Linked DNA regions of Lactuca sativa: region 1 is linked to region 2. Evidence: chromatin contacts called from public Hi-C data. All regions are on one chromosome and are shown on one strand. Each heading gives the region's core, a stretch centred on a gene start, on an enhancer-like site or on the middle of the called end of the contact. The rest is flanking DNA. Distances are from core to core; before and after follow the strand shown. Region 1 holds the start of LOC111881177 (11S globulin seed storage protein Jug r 4). Region 2 holds the start of LOC111881179 (actin-depolymerizing factor).

The links. A called contact is a pair of places that touch in the nucleus more often than the background predicts.
Region 1: a Hi-C map of leaf shows a contact between it and region 2, with 6 times the contacts expected there. The contact joins the promoter of LOC111881177 here to the promoter of LOC111881179 in region 2. A contact is called at or near these places in 2 of 4 Hi-C or Micro-C datasets (both in leaf).

Annotation. Positions count from the first base shown.
Region 1 is chr9:11,680,075-11,687,314 of Lsat_Salinas_v11, forward strand. It overlaps LOC111881177 (11S globulin seed storage protein Jug r 4), which reads right to left and starts at 5,929. Exons shown (of 4, transcript XM_023877571.1): 1 at 5,602-5,929; 2 at 5,275-5,522; 3 at 4,724-5,194; 4 at 4,092-4,643. The coding sequence starts at 5,899. The coding sequence ends at 4,248.
Region 2 is chr9:11,549,415-11,556,321 of Lsat_Salinas_v11, forward strand. LOC111881179 (actin-depolymerizing factor) reads right to left here and starts at 4,247. Exons shown (of 3, transcript XM_023877573.3): 1 at 4,003-4,247; 2 at 3,351-3,616; 3 at 2,858-3,249. The coding sequence starts at 4,026. The coding sequence ends at 3,099. LOC111881178 (inorganic phosphate transporter 1-4) reads left to right here and starts at 1,134. Exons shown (of 1, transcript XM_023877572.2): 1 at 1,134-2,753. The coding sequence starts at 1,134. The coding sequence ends at 2,738.

The DNA of each region.
Region 1 (7,240 bases), core at 4,679-7,178, 130 kb after region 2:
AAAAACGGAGTTCGTATGAAGAAGATATGAATTTCCGAAGTTTATTAAATAATTTGTATTTAATTTTAATTGTAAAATCCGGCATTATCCGAAGGGGAGTCAACGATCCGATCCGAAGTACGCCCCGCGTACACCGAAGATGTCGACACTCGCAGCAAGTGGCTTCGGATGATGAACGCATCGACGAATTCGGACCAGTATGCCCCGCGTACTGGCGTACGCCCCGCGTACTGGCGTACGCCCCGCGTACTCCGAGGCTCCAGCCTCCTATAAATATGATGCGAGGGCAGCCGAGTTCTTTTGCTATTTTCTCTCTTCTCTCTCCCGTTTTGCATCGATTTGCATGCCAGAAATACCCTGAAGCCCCGGTAATATTCTCGAGCCCCGAGGCAAGTCCCGAGATCCCGAAGATCCCGAGCCGAAGCTCTGCCCGCGAGAAGTTCGATTTTTGTGAAGATCTTCCAGATCTGCTGAGATTTACTACTTCTGCAAGTCGTAGTGCTGTCTGATCATCTTCTGATCAAGTGAGTGTATACTACCTTTCATAAACACGATAATAATACAAGTATGGTTTGAGTGTATTAAGTATATTATTGTTTATATGTGTGAATGTGTATTCACTTTCTTCTATCTCATAGATATGATTTATTCTCTATGAAATACGTGTTATGTGTGTGTGTGCCTCATCTGTTATGTGGAATATGTATTAATTAAAGCATGCTATACAAGTTTTCAAAACTATGTATAAAAATGTATATTTTATCTACTAATATGTTGGGTAGAACATGGGTAGATAGTTGGTGTGTAATAAAACAGATGAGAGGCCTCGTTGTTGTTTGATTTAGTCATATAAAAATGTATATTTTATCTACTGTATATGTATATATTTGTTGAATGACTTGTAATGTTATCGTTTATGCTTATTGGTCTGTATCGGAACATGACACCCCGAGTTTTGATTATATAATGAAAAATACATTTCTTTTATGAAATGCTTTGGTAAACATTGTTTTATCATGTTTTGTTTTTGGGAACAAATTCCGCAACTCTTTCAAATCAAAAGGATTTACTCTGAAATTATTTTAAAAGCATAAATGAAAATCGGTCTTTTCTGGCCGAGATTTTAGGGATGTCACAATTAGGTTCATTTTTTTTCCTGCATTTTTTCTCTGTGTTTGTTGCATGTTAGCTTAGGTTTGGTTCATTTATTTTCCTGTTTTGTTTCTCTATCTTGGCTACATGTTAGGTTTCAGAATTTACTTATTTGGATAAGTATAGTTAGAGTTATATAGCCCTAGACATGAATACTTGAAAATGTTTGAGACTTTATCATTTTTTCTTTCTAGTCCGCTGCAGAATTTTTACTCAACTTTGAATACCCATAATTCTCTCATAGAAAGTTGGATTAGATGGACTCTTCTTCCTACATCTTTTTCTTTTGTCTTGGTTATATGTTAGGCTCATGATTCAACTTGTTTGAATAAATATAGCTCTAGTTATATAACCTTAAACATGGGTATTTGAAAATCAAAATTTTCCAAACAATCATTTTATTTTTTTTACAAGACTTGGGTATAACTTTTTTTTTTTAACATTCATAATTTGCTCATAGAAACTCAGATTATACTAATTTTATAAACTCAGATTATACTAATTTTTCTTTTTGTGTTATATTCTCTGCTTTGGATACATGTTAGGCTAAAAAAATCAATTGATTTGGATAAGTTTAGCCTAAGTTACAAAGCCTATAATATGGTACTTGAAAAACCTAAAATTTTCAAACTTTGTCATTTTTTTTACAAAACATGCATATAATTTTTTCTCAACTTTGAATACTCATAATTCTATCATATAAACTAAGATTTTGTTGATCCCTTTTGCTATGTGTTCTTTGTTGTCCTTCATCTCAGCGCCTTACTTGTTGCATAAAAAAAATCCGTACAAAAATATGAGTTGTAAAGTACATTTAGCGGTACCTATTCGTTCGGTAGTCGGCTCCTGCAAAATTCATTTTTTGGTTTTGGTATTGTCGGTACTAAAATTCTCTTTCCTGTTTTGGATATGAAATTGCAAAAATTGTCCCTCTGGTTGGGAAAATTATGTAATTTTGGTCCAAAAAAGTTTGGTGATGCATCGGTGGTCCAATTTCGGATAACTTGTGTGGTTTTTGTCCCTATTGTTGGCATTTTTGTGTGGTTTTGGTCCACACCCTACCTAAAATGACGAATATGCCCTTCATTACTTATTTTTTTAATTTTTTTTAATTATTTTCTTACTCTTTTAATTAAAAGAAAAACTAAAAAAATATCACACCCACCCCACCCACCCTACTTCCTACTAACCCACATACACTCTTTCTCTCTTCCCCATCTTCGATAAGCATCTCTCTCTCTCTCTCTCTCTCTCTCTCTCTCTCTCTCTCTTCATTGTTGTCGGAGGCCACTACTTTCCGGGCCACCGCCGCTTACTGAACACCACCACTTGCTGGACTACCGCCATTAGAAGACCACCACCACCACCACCTATCGGATCTGTCATACAAGCCTCAAAAAATCCCACCCTCTTTCTCTCTGCTCCATCTTCGATCACCATCTATGAGACGGGAGAAGGTGGTGGCTCAACAACTGGAGAACCAATCTACGAGACCACTGCAACCGATCTAATTGTTGCCATGGTGTCAATTTCTCTGACCTCCACTTTTAGAGGATTTGAGATAGAAACGACAGCGAGAGGATGATGACGATCAGTTGTACAATCGAAGATAGGAGCAACACTTTTTAGAAGTCCACACCTTCAACATCGTGGGTAAGGGTGAGGCTGTGAGCTATTCAGGTTCAGTAGCATCCATGGATTTGCTTTAGAACTTATTGAACCCAAAACAATCGGTCGGGTATGTGATCTTCAACCCAATGTAATTTGACCCAACGATACCCAATCGACTCCCTTGTAACTCGAATTGTTAAAGTAGAGAACGGTGAAGTTATAACATTGCACAATTAAAGCTCATAAAACCCAAAATTGATTACAAATAAAATTGATTAAAAGATCATCGGGGCTCAATCCACATCCATTGCCTCTAACAAATCCTTATTGAGGTTGATTCTTCGACACCCAAAGGAGATGAAGGTGAAGAGCACGCAACTGGTCAACGAAATCATCGATACCCAAAACTTGCCTTTAGAACTGAACCGGACACCCACAATCCATCATCTTCAGCAGAAAATCACCGAAGGGCAACGACCTGTACTAACAAACATCGCTTCGATATCTCGTGATTTCCAGCTGTGAGCAATCTTAAGAAGTTGAATTTGAAGGGTTGTTAATCGGATCTGTTCTTTGGTAGCGATAATGCAACAAAAACGAGTATAACAAAAACCGGGAGATCGTCGGCGGTGGAAGGCTTCTGCAGACGACGTCGATGATGTTCGAGGGTCTTTGTATGAAGGCTGTAGACGGAGGAAGGGAAAAAAATATGGTGGGTGGGACTTTTCTCATTTTTAAGTAATTAAAAATATTTGATGAAATATAAAAATAACAAAAATAAATATAAGGGCATGATAGTCTTTTTAAGTTGATAGGGACCAAAAACACTAAAAGTATCCAAAATTGGACCATTGGTACACCGCCAATTTTTTTTGGACCAAAACCCGTATTTTTGACAAATCGAATGAACCATTTTTGCAATTTTGTCGTTTTTACATGATAATATTTCAAAAAAAAAGTAAATATTTTGATACAAAGAGAATTCATCTTGTAGCTCCGCATTTGATATTCATTTTACCGAATATCAAATGTTCTGTAAAAAAAAATGTTCCAGTATATTTTATATGACATGTATTCTGTAAAATGAATACTTAGCGTAGATTCGCATTCGATATTTTCGTAAAATAACATGTATTCTGTAAAATGAATACTTAGCGTAGATTCGCATTCGATATTTTCGTAAAATACTAAAATGACAGAATCCATCTTGTCGCTCTTAAAACTGTTCGTTAAATATTAAAATAAGATTTTAGGAATGATTTTCAAGAACAGCTTGTACTGGGAAATAAACTCGATAACCGTAGGCGACAATATGATAATCTATTCAATACCATAAAAAAAAACTCTTTATTATTACTTTCTTACATCGATGGATGGAATTTAAGTCCTTAAAAACTATAAACCACCTTACATCTCTCCTTATTCCATATATATCGAAACCCTAAAGAAACATACAACCGGCCGCACTCTTCTACACCAAGAGCTTAAGCAGCAATAGACCTCCCAGTAGACCTCGACGTCGGGCTGAACATCACCGTCTCCTTCCTGTTAAACTTCAAGCTCCATGCTTGTTCCGGCGTCATCTGGTATGCGCTTGCAATCACATTCACCGGCATAGCCCTTAGAGCAGAAGTATGACCCGCCAAGGTGTTGATCATGGCGTTGTCATTGGTCCTGAAAGCTATCCATTGGCACCCTTGTTCGCCTGCCTTTTGCACCACCGCAAAGTTCTGTGGCACCACCACTAGCTGCCCTTCCTGGATCTGGTCGTCGAACACTGTTTGTCCCTCGTGGTTCACTATCTGCATCCCCATGTCTCCCTTTGTCACGTAGATTATGCTGTGTGCATTCATCAACCAGTGTGGCGACACTATAGCATTCTACACCCATATATCACGAATAAGATCATTAATGATAAGATATATGATTTTTGGTGAATATATAAGCAGTTGCTACTAACCCTGCGAAGAACTCCCCTTTCGGCACTGAGTTGAAGCATTTGGAGGATGGGGAGTTTGAAACTGTTGAGATTGTTGCACCATCCAGCTTGTGGGTTATAGAAATCTGCACGTGAAGGATCGTCGATGTTGTGTGTCATCTTCGCTGAGCAAATGGTCTCTTCGAAACCATTTGCGGCACCTCCACGGCCTCTTTGTTCTTGTTGTTCACTCTTCATTGGTGGCCTGATAACTTGAAGTCCTCTTTCCACCTTCACAATGTGACCCCTGGTGTCATCTGGACTTTGAAGTTTCTCAGCTGTCTCTTGGTCGACATTGAATACCTCTGCAAGCATTTCAAGATCGAACCCACGGAAAATGTTGCCGGAACCCTCCTCCTGTGACTGTCCTTTCTGACTCCTCCCCCATGATTTTCCTCCTCCTCCTTGTTGTTGTTGTTGTCCTTGTTGTGGGTTTCCAGCAAGGAAGAATCTCTGCATGAACCATGTTTAATATATGGGTGTAGGGGTCTAAAAAAATGGAAGAGTTTTAAGGTTTTTTAAGATATACGTACTCTGTGGAACTGGTCAAGCTGGTTTGCTGAGTTAGTGGAGTCGAGCAAAGCAACAGCAATAACTTCCTCTTGTCCGTCGTTGTACATCCAGTGAGCAGCTCCGGCGGGGAAAACCACCACATCACCTTGCTGGAAATGGCGGATCTTCTGGTGGCGATCTTGGAACGATCCACTTCCCTCCTGAAGTTGTTGCGACGACTGGAATGTCTCCGGACACCCAGGTAACATAGTTCCTTGATAACCCCTCCCTAGAACAAAAAAAAACAAATTAAACCCCCATAAGTACAAATAAAAAAGTTAGAAATTTAATTAAACCGAGTTAGTTACCTTGTAGAATGTAGACCATGAGGGGAGTGTTTACGTAAGAAGGTAAAAGAAGTCCTTGTGGTTGGATATGGTGGCGGATGACCTCCACTCCGGCACACAGGAACTGCTGGTTGCTGGAATCAAAGAAGTCAGTCCACCCAGCTTCAGCTTGAACTCGTTCATTGGGTTGAAGAGCATTGATTCTTTGAATCTGGCACTGGTTTTGCTGCTGCTGCTGCTGGAAAGGGCGTAAAGCAAGACAGCCATGGAAGACTAAAAGGAAGCTTAGAGAAAGAGAGAGGATTGAAATGTTAGCCATGGTAGTGTAGTAGACTGTGGATGGTGGTGGAGTGGTAGGATGGAAATGGAATTTAAAGAAGAGGAGAGTGGATGAGAGATGGACACATATGGAGGTGGTCGTAGAAAGATTTAGCCAAGTTGCGGCATGCATGATGACTTGGAAGGTCTCATTGCTTGACACACAATTAAGAAGAGGTGTTGTAGATGCTGGTTTTGGTAACAATAACAGAGAAACTAGCGGCTAGATGTCTTTATTTGCAGTTTTGCACCAAAGCTTCGGCTTCTCATTTTCTAAACGTACTCGAGTTTAATCACACCTACGTATATATGGTTATAATTTTTTAGTGAACCAAGTTAAAGACAACTTAATATATTTATTTTTTTCGCTTGCGTTGAGATATGGAATGAATTTGGATAAAGTGACAAGATTTGTGATTTTTTTTCTTTATAAATTTGTATTAGAGCTTGGAATTTTTTTTTATCAATATATGCGATCATATTTTGATTTATATCTACTTTTTTTTTTTAATATCAATTTAAGAAGAGAAAAGATTGGTTAACCAATTGATGGATTTTAAAAATTGATTTTTTTTTCTTCTTTTCTTGGGGAAAATGACACATATGACATACAAACATTATAGAGTTGACCGATTGAGTCTCTAAATTATTTTTATGGCTTTATGAGGGAATGAAGTCGTTTTTGTTGGGCCGATTACGTCATTTTGGCCAAAGTGAAGGGGCATCCAGCTACCTTTTTGCCACATTGACATTTGTTGACCAATTTCACTTTTTTCTTTGTTGACCAAACTTGCCACATCACCAATTGTGGTCTGATTGTTATCACAGTTAAATCACTTTAAGTTGAGAGGAAAACCCATAAGGCTAGTGTGGTGTCAACAAGATCCGCTTACGAGAAAAACTGGAGTGTCTGAAGGAAAAGTAAAAGACGAGTAAACAATGTATAGTGTAAAATGGTTTTTCTTATTGGGGGTTAAATCACACAAAAAGCTTTTTATTCATTTTATTTAAGGAACTCGACGAGTTGGAGGCCCCAACTCGTCGTGTCGAACCTAGTCATCCCGTGTGGTTTTTGACTCCTACTCGACGAGTCGGAGGACCCCGACTCGACAAATAGAGGCTATGCATGGAAACCCTAAATTTTCGGGTTTGCACCCTATTTAAAGGACCTTAAGTCCTTTTCTCCAGCCCCCTTACCACCTTTTGACGGCTAGAAGAAACCCTAATCAGTCCAACTTTGTTCTTGAGTGTTTGAGAGGCTAAAGTGTGTTTTTGGTGCTTTTGATTGAAAAAGCTTGGAGTTTTAGAAGCTTGGAAGTAGAAGAAGAGGGTAGATCCAGTA
Region 2 (6,907 bases), core at 2,997-5,496:
ATAATAATTATGGAGTAGGACAATGAGCAAAACCAATGGGTTGTTAGCATTGATATAACACTTTTATAAACTTGACATTTAATATAAATCTATAATTATATACATTCTTTTTTTTTTTTGGTGTACATTCAAGTTGTTTAGTTTTTTGTAGTTTATACAATATACTTTAGTTTACTCTTCAGGTAAGTCATCACAGAGATAAGGAAGATAGGGTCTTGTATCGTTGTGTGATATATCAACACTCCTTTAAGAGACAGAGGCTCGATGAGTATATACAACAATATGTGGAGCAGTGATGGTGGTGGTAATGTTTGTTTAAAACGCACACGTGCGCGCACACACAAGTCATAAATCACGGTCTTAAAACATATGGATTTATCATGGTTTGTAAAACCTTAAGAATTAACATTGCTGCAATTTCCCGTCTTGCGCCATTTAGAACCCTGTCTAATTGATTTTTATAAATTATTACTCATTTCTGTACATACATAAAATTTCTGCAGCATCGCATAGTGGTACAACCCATGGTATACAAAATTTAAATAACAAATTACACAAGTTAAAAAACCACTTTCAACCAACACGAAACAAAGGCTGATTCAGATGATTCAGCCCAAAAAGAACTCGACTTGAGCTAGCATTTTTACTATCTACGAATACAAAAAGTTCGCCAAACACTTTTAACATTTTCAATAAATATGAAAACTCGAATTCAGAATAAAATCTAAAACTAGAGCCAGAATACAGTGTGTGCTTTAATAATCAGAAAATATGTTTCATAATTTTGTTCGACTTTGTTAACATCAAAATCATATATCTCTATGGCTAATCTGTTCTTGAAATATGCCTTCGGCAAACACCTCAACTCATTAATTTTGACACACAAAAAAGTCCAAATAGCTAAGAAATCAGACAAGAAATTTGCTGTCTTAAAATATACAATAATCTCAAAATCGTCAAACAATTTGATGATTTCCCATCACCAAAATTGTATTTTAGTCCCAAAATTGTATTGCTGTCAAAGGTATATTCTGTATTTCTTGTTTCTAACGTCCATCAAGAACACATTTGTGTATATTATTAATACACAACAGTTTTTTTTTCCTGATTAATCATTTCATGTAAAGTTAGCAATGGCTGGTGATCAACTTCAAGTGCTTCACGCACTTGATCTTGCAAAAACACAATGGTACCATTTCACAGCAATCATAATCGCCGGAATGGGTTTCTTCACAGATGCATATGATCTCTTTTGCATCTCACTTGTCACAAAATTACTCGGCCGGATTTACTACCATGTTGAGGGCCACCCAAATCCCGGCACACTGCCGCCCCAAGTGGCGGCGGCAGTCAACAGTGTCGCGTTTTGTGGAACCCTAACCGGTCAACTCTTTTTCGGGTGGCTCGGGGACAAAATGGGAAGAAAAAAAGTGTACGGAATGACACTTTTGATCATGGTGATTTGCTCCATAGCTTCCGGCCTTTCGTTTAGCAATGACCCGAAAGCAGTCATGATTACCCTTTGTTTCTTTCGATTCTGGCTAGGGTTTGGAATCGGAGGCGACTACCCGCTTTCCGCCACTATAATGTCGGAATACGCGAATAAAAAAACCCGAGGAGCTTTTATCGCTGCGGTATTCGCTATGCAAGGTTTCGGGATTTTAGTCGGTGGCATTTTCGCAATTATCGTGTCGTCATCGTTTAAAGCTAAGTACAACGTTCCGCCATATGTGACCGACGAATTCCGTTCCACTCCTCACCAAGCCGATTACATATGGCGAATCATCTTGATGTTTGGCGCGATTCCGGCCGGAATGACGTATTACTGGCGAATGAAGATGCCGGAAACGGCCCGGTACACTGCTTTAGTTGCCAAGAACGCGGGAAAGGCGGCAGCGGACATGGCACGTGTTATGCAAGTCGATATCGAAGCCGAACAAAAAAAAGTTGAAGAAATAAGCGAAAAAGATTCGAATTCGTTTGGTTTGTTTACAAAACAATTTCTCCGCCGCCACGGGCTCCACCTCCTTGGGACCACCACCACATGGTTCTTACTCGACATCGCGTTTTACAGTCAAAATCTCTTCCAAAAAGACGTTTTTAGCGCGATTGGATGGATTCCACCGGCGAAGACCATGAGCGCGATTGAAGAGGTTTTTAGAATCGCGAGAGCCCAAACGATAATCGCGCTTTGTAGTACGGTTCCCGGGTATTGGTTTACAGTTGCCTTCATTGACCGAATGGGTCGGTTCAAAATCCAACTCATGGGGTTTACAATGATGACAATCTTTATGTTCGCATTAGCAATCCCTTACAATCATTGGAAAGAACACGAAAACCGAATCGGGTTTGTGGTGATGTACTCTTTGACTTTCTTTTTCGCCAATTTTGGCCCGAATGCCACCACGTTTATCGTACCTGCCGAGATTTTCCCGGCCCGGTTGCGGTCAACTTGTCATGGGATATCGGCCGCATCAGGAAAGCTCGGGGCGATTGTTGGTGCTTTCGGGTTTTTATATTTGGCTCAAGATAAAAAGAAACCCGATGTCGGGTATTCTCCGGGTATTGGTGTTAAGAACGCGCTTATTGTGTTGGGTGTTGTTAACTTTTTGGGTGTTCTTTTTACACTTTTGGTCCCCGAAGCTAAAGGGAAATCACTTGAGGAGATGTCGGGTGAAAATGAGGATGATTATGATGCGGTAAAGCCAGAAGATGTATCCAAGGTGGCAGCAACCTAAAGTTGTTTCATGTATCATGCCTTAATGATTATGTCTATTTGTTTTATGTTTAAATTGTACTTCTGCTCTTCATAAAGTCTCGTGTTTTCTTTAAAGAATATCATCTTTGAAGAACGATATGAATAGACACCTTTTGTCCATTGAGAGTTCACCCATACAGGGGTGTGGCATAGATTCGTTTATATTTGCATATAACAATATAATAGTATCAAGAAGATGATCAACTACATACGTAACTAGATACATGACAATTTGCATAAAGTAGAAATAATGGGAGGACGGGTACAAGATTGGTTGATTTTGTGTTGTTGTAGGGCAGGTGCCATTTATTTGAAACACAAGTTGAAGAAAGCTAACCAATCAGTATACGCGTTCCTTGAGCACATCAAGCTCCATTTCTGTAGGGTCGGTTGCTTGAATCTCATAATGAACACCATCCAACTCGTGTCTCAACCTGTCTTTTGATGTTGCATACAACATCTTGGCTCGAATCCTAGAGGATGCAGGTGACCTGAAAAAAGTCAAATCAAACACCATAATATCCATTTAAGTACACAAAAAGATAATCAAGTATGCTAGAAACGAATAGATCAAAAGAGATAGAAAGCTAACCAAGCGATGAAGAAAATCTTGCTCTTTTGACAGTTCTCAGAGGTGACAAAGTCATAGTCATAAATCGCGTATCTGCAATCATTCTCAGGCAAAGCTAATGTAAAATCGTCATAGCTTTCAGCAGGACTTCCAGTTTTCTCAACAACAACTTCGTTTTTCTTGTCATCAATCTTGAAGATCACATAACGGTGAGCCTTCTTTCTTTGCAGTTCCAAGAAGGTACCTTTACAGTGATCAGCAACTCCCATTCCAGATGAAGCATTTGCCTATGAATCAAATATTTTTTTTTGTGTAAGATTTCGTAGGATCAATAGTTCTAGAAATCATAACTAGAATAGAAATCAATAGTTCCAAATAAACACCAAACAAGCACTTTAAACAACTTTACACAGGATCCCCTTTACGAACATAACCAAGTTCTTCAATCTTACAGAAAGTAGCAAAATTAGGTAGTAATTTAGAACAGAATAAAGCTGTAATTGCTACTGATTAACTGTAATCGATCGTCTACAGATCTCAAGCACGGGAACAGCGAAAAAAGAAACCTATAATTCCAAGAATTCAAAGACAGAAAAGAAAACCCTAGCTTCCGAAGTTGATTCCATTATTGATTAACAAAAACAAGAACTAAAGCAAGAGAATTTGTGCATACCCCTCCTCTGAATCTGAACGACATGAGTGATCTTGAAAACGAACCAAACCCCAGATGAAAAATGAAGAAATGAAGTGTGTATTTGTTGTGTGGATTGAGAAGGTAAACCACAAAATGAGAATAAAGATGAGCGGATGAGGGGTATTGATAGAGACTAAAATCAAAAATAAGATTGAATTCCAAATTCCAATTACGTAAAGATGAAATTTGGAAAAATTGGGGGGGCGGTGCGTAGAATCAACGCTGATATTAGTTTTCGTTTGCTGAGTTGGCAACTCGAGTCATGCTTGCGGGTTCCATTAACGATCCACAAGTGACACCACCAAGTTTCCGCGTCTTCTTTTCAAACATTTTTTTTTTCAAGTTTCCTCAATTCTACATGCTTTTTTTCTTCACATAACTATGTCTTTTAAATCATTAGGGTTATGCTACATACATATACATCTATCTACTCAATTAAGTTCTTGTTGTCATTGTTGATGGCCCCTGAATTTCAATTATGTTACAACTTATGTTTCAATATGTTGAGTTTATAGACGTATTCGATAAAACTAGCTGGAAGTTGGTGATTGGTAGTTATAAGCTGGAAGTTGATGATTAGTAGAAGTTGTAACTTTTATTTGTAAACGATTGTTCGGAAAAAAAAAATAGTTGAAGAATTTTAAAACATGACTTTTTTGATAACTAGATATGTTTTATTAGTAGAATTAATAAGTAATTAGTTTTTGATTGTTTTGGAGTTTATTAGTTATATAAGTAAAAATAGAGATGACTAGAAAACAAAAATAAATAAATAAATAGATAAAATAAGAAAATGAAACTTGTGAAATGGGAGGAGTAAATCAGTAAAGTGTCGCCACCGGACAAGTTTACTAGGAGACCGTCTAGATTCCGTAGTATATTTGTACACATTTTAGAATTTTTTTGGATCTTTTGATCTATTTTTCCCTTTTTATTCGTTTTATTATGTTTTAGGATATAAGAGTAATCTAAAATAGACTTTGTAAAAACTTTTACATGATTGTAAGGACTTGGTGCTCTTTCTATTTAAAGGAATTAGAATCTCTTTTAAGAAAAGCAACATAATTTGGTAAAAGATTCAGAGGCCTAAATTTCTAAATTGGTAGGCGAACGGTCCCTAGTTGAAATCTAAATTTCTAAATAAAATACTGAGTAAATTATGTTTTTGGTCCTTGTACTAATGTCATCTTTTTATTTTGTCCAACAAAGGATCATGTTTACTTTTGATGCGTAATTTATTTTTTATTTTTATTTTTCGCAACGATTTGGCCTTTATTTATGAGAAGTTAATAGCTCAAGTATTATGTTTGTAAAAACTACTATATTATCATTGTTGGTGATTTGTTATCATTAATGTTAAGTGTCATGTCATTAATTTGTTAACAAAAAGTGATCTAGATAAATATTAAACAAGTAATGAAGATGTAGAGTACATATTTGTTTAAGTTTGATCAAGTTTCAAAGTACACTATCATTTGGGGGTGAAGTCCCTGAATGAATGGAGGTCTGGGGGTAGCGCCCCTAAGAGCGGGGTCCAAGGAGTCCAAGGGGCAGATTCCTTGATGTCTAAACTCTGGTGATCATGCAGACTTGATGCCTAAACCCTGGCGACCATGCAGACTTGATGCCTAAACCCTGGCGACTATGCAGACTTAGTGTCCGTTGAGTAAACCATGGAAACGATGGATTTCATGTCAATTCCTTAGGATGATCCTTAGGAATGAATGAACTTGAGATAGCTGATTCTTAGGGTAGATTCTTAAGAATAAAGAAGATAATGGGGACGGGTAATTGGGTTGATTGTTTGATTGTTTAAACATAATAATTATATTATTGTGGGTTGAAAACCCGATGTACTCACCAGGTTTCCCAACCTGACCCACTCAGTTTATTTATATCACATGTGTCGATATGAAGTTACATTACACCAACAAATTAAGGAGATATAAATCACTAGTGATAATGAGTGTAAGTTCTGTTTATGGTTATGTTCATGTATTGACGATGACATCTCAAATGTTTTAAAATGAATAAAAATACATTTCTTCATAAATGTTTTGATAACATATTTATCATGTTTTACTAGGAACAAATTCCGCAACATTTTTATTAAAAAAAGGTACTCTGATTAATGAATGCATGAAGCCCTTAAATCCATAAAGTTGGCACCTTTATGCCAAAAGAGTCCATGAGAACCCCATATCTGGAAGAACAAGGCTTTGGGACGTCCTAATCCCAACATTCATCCAATCCATGGCTAAAACATAACAATTTAACCCAAAAGAGAGATCTAAGCATCTAGCAATCAAGATAAGAACTTATACGTCAAACTCCTTGCAAAATAAGTAGTGATTCTGGATCCAAGACTTCCTTCTCAAAGCTTAGAAACTTCAAGATCTTCTAACTCTTTCACAATACAAAAAATGAACACCAAACTTCCTTCCAAGGCTCAAATGCTTGACAATGGAGGCTACAAGTTGTTTCATGGTTTGATAACAATGGAGGCAGATAAGGAGGCCAAACAAAGGAACTTAAGGCCTTTAAATAGGGTGCAACACCCTAAAAATTAGGGTTTCCTTACCAGATGCCAACACGCTGAGTTGAGGCACCTCAACACGTCGTGTTGGTTTATTTAGTCCCCATGATTCTTCCATCCTAAACACTTTGTGTCCAACTCAAAATAAGCTTTATTATCAATAAATTCTCCTCAAGATTTCGAGCCTTACAACTCTCCCCCACTTAAATTAGATTTCGTCCTTGAAATAATTTCTTACCATATCCAGGCACGCTATACAGCTTGAAGAACACAACCACAACCCTGTCATACAACGGCCTTTCTAAATATACTAGAACCATCATTAGCATAGTTCTTCAAAACCAATAA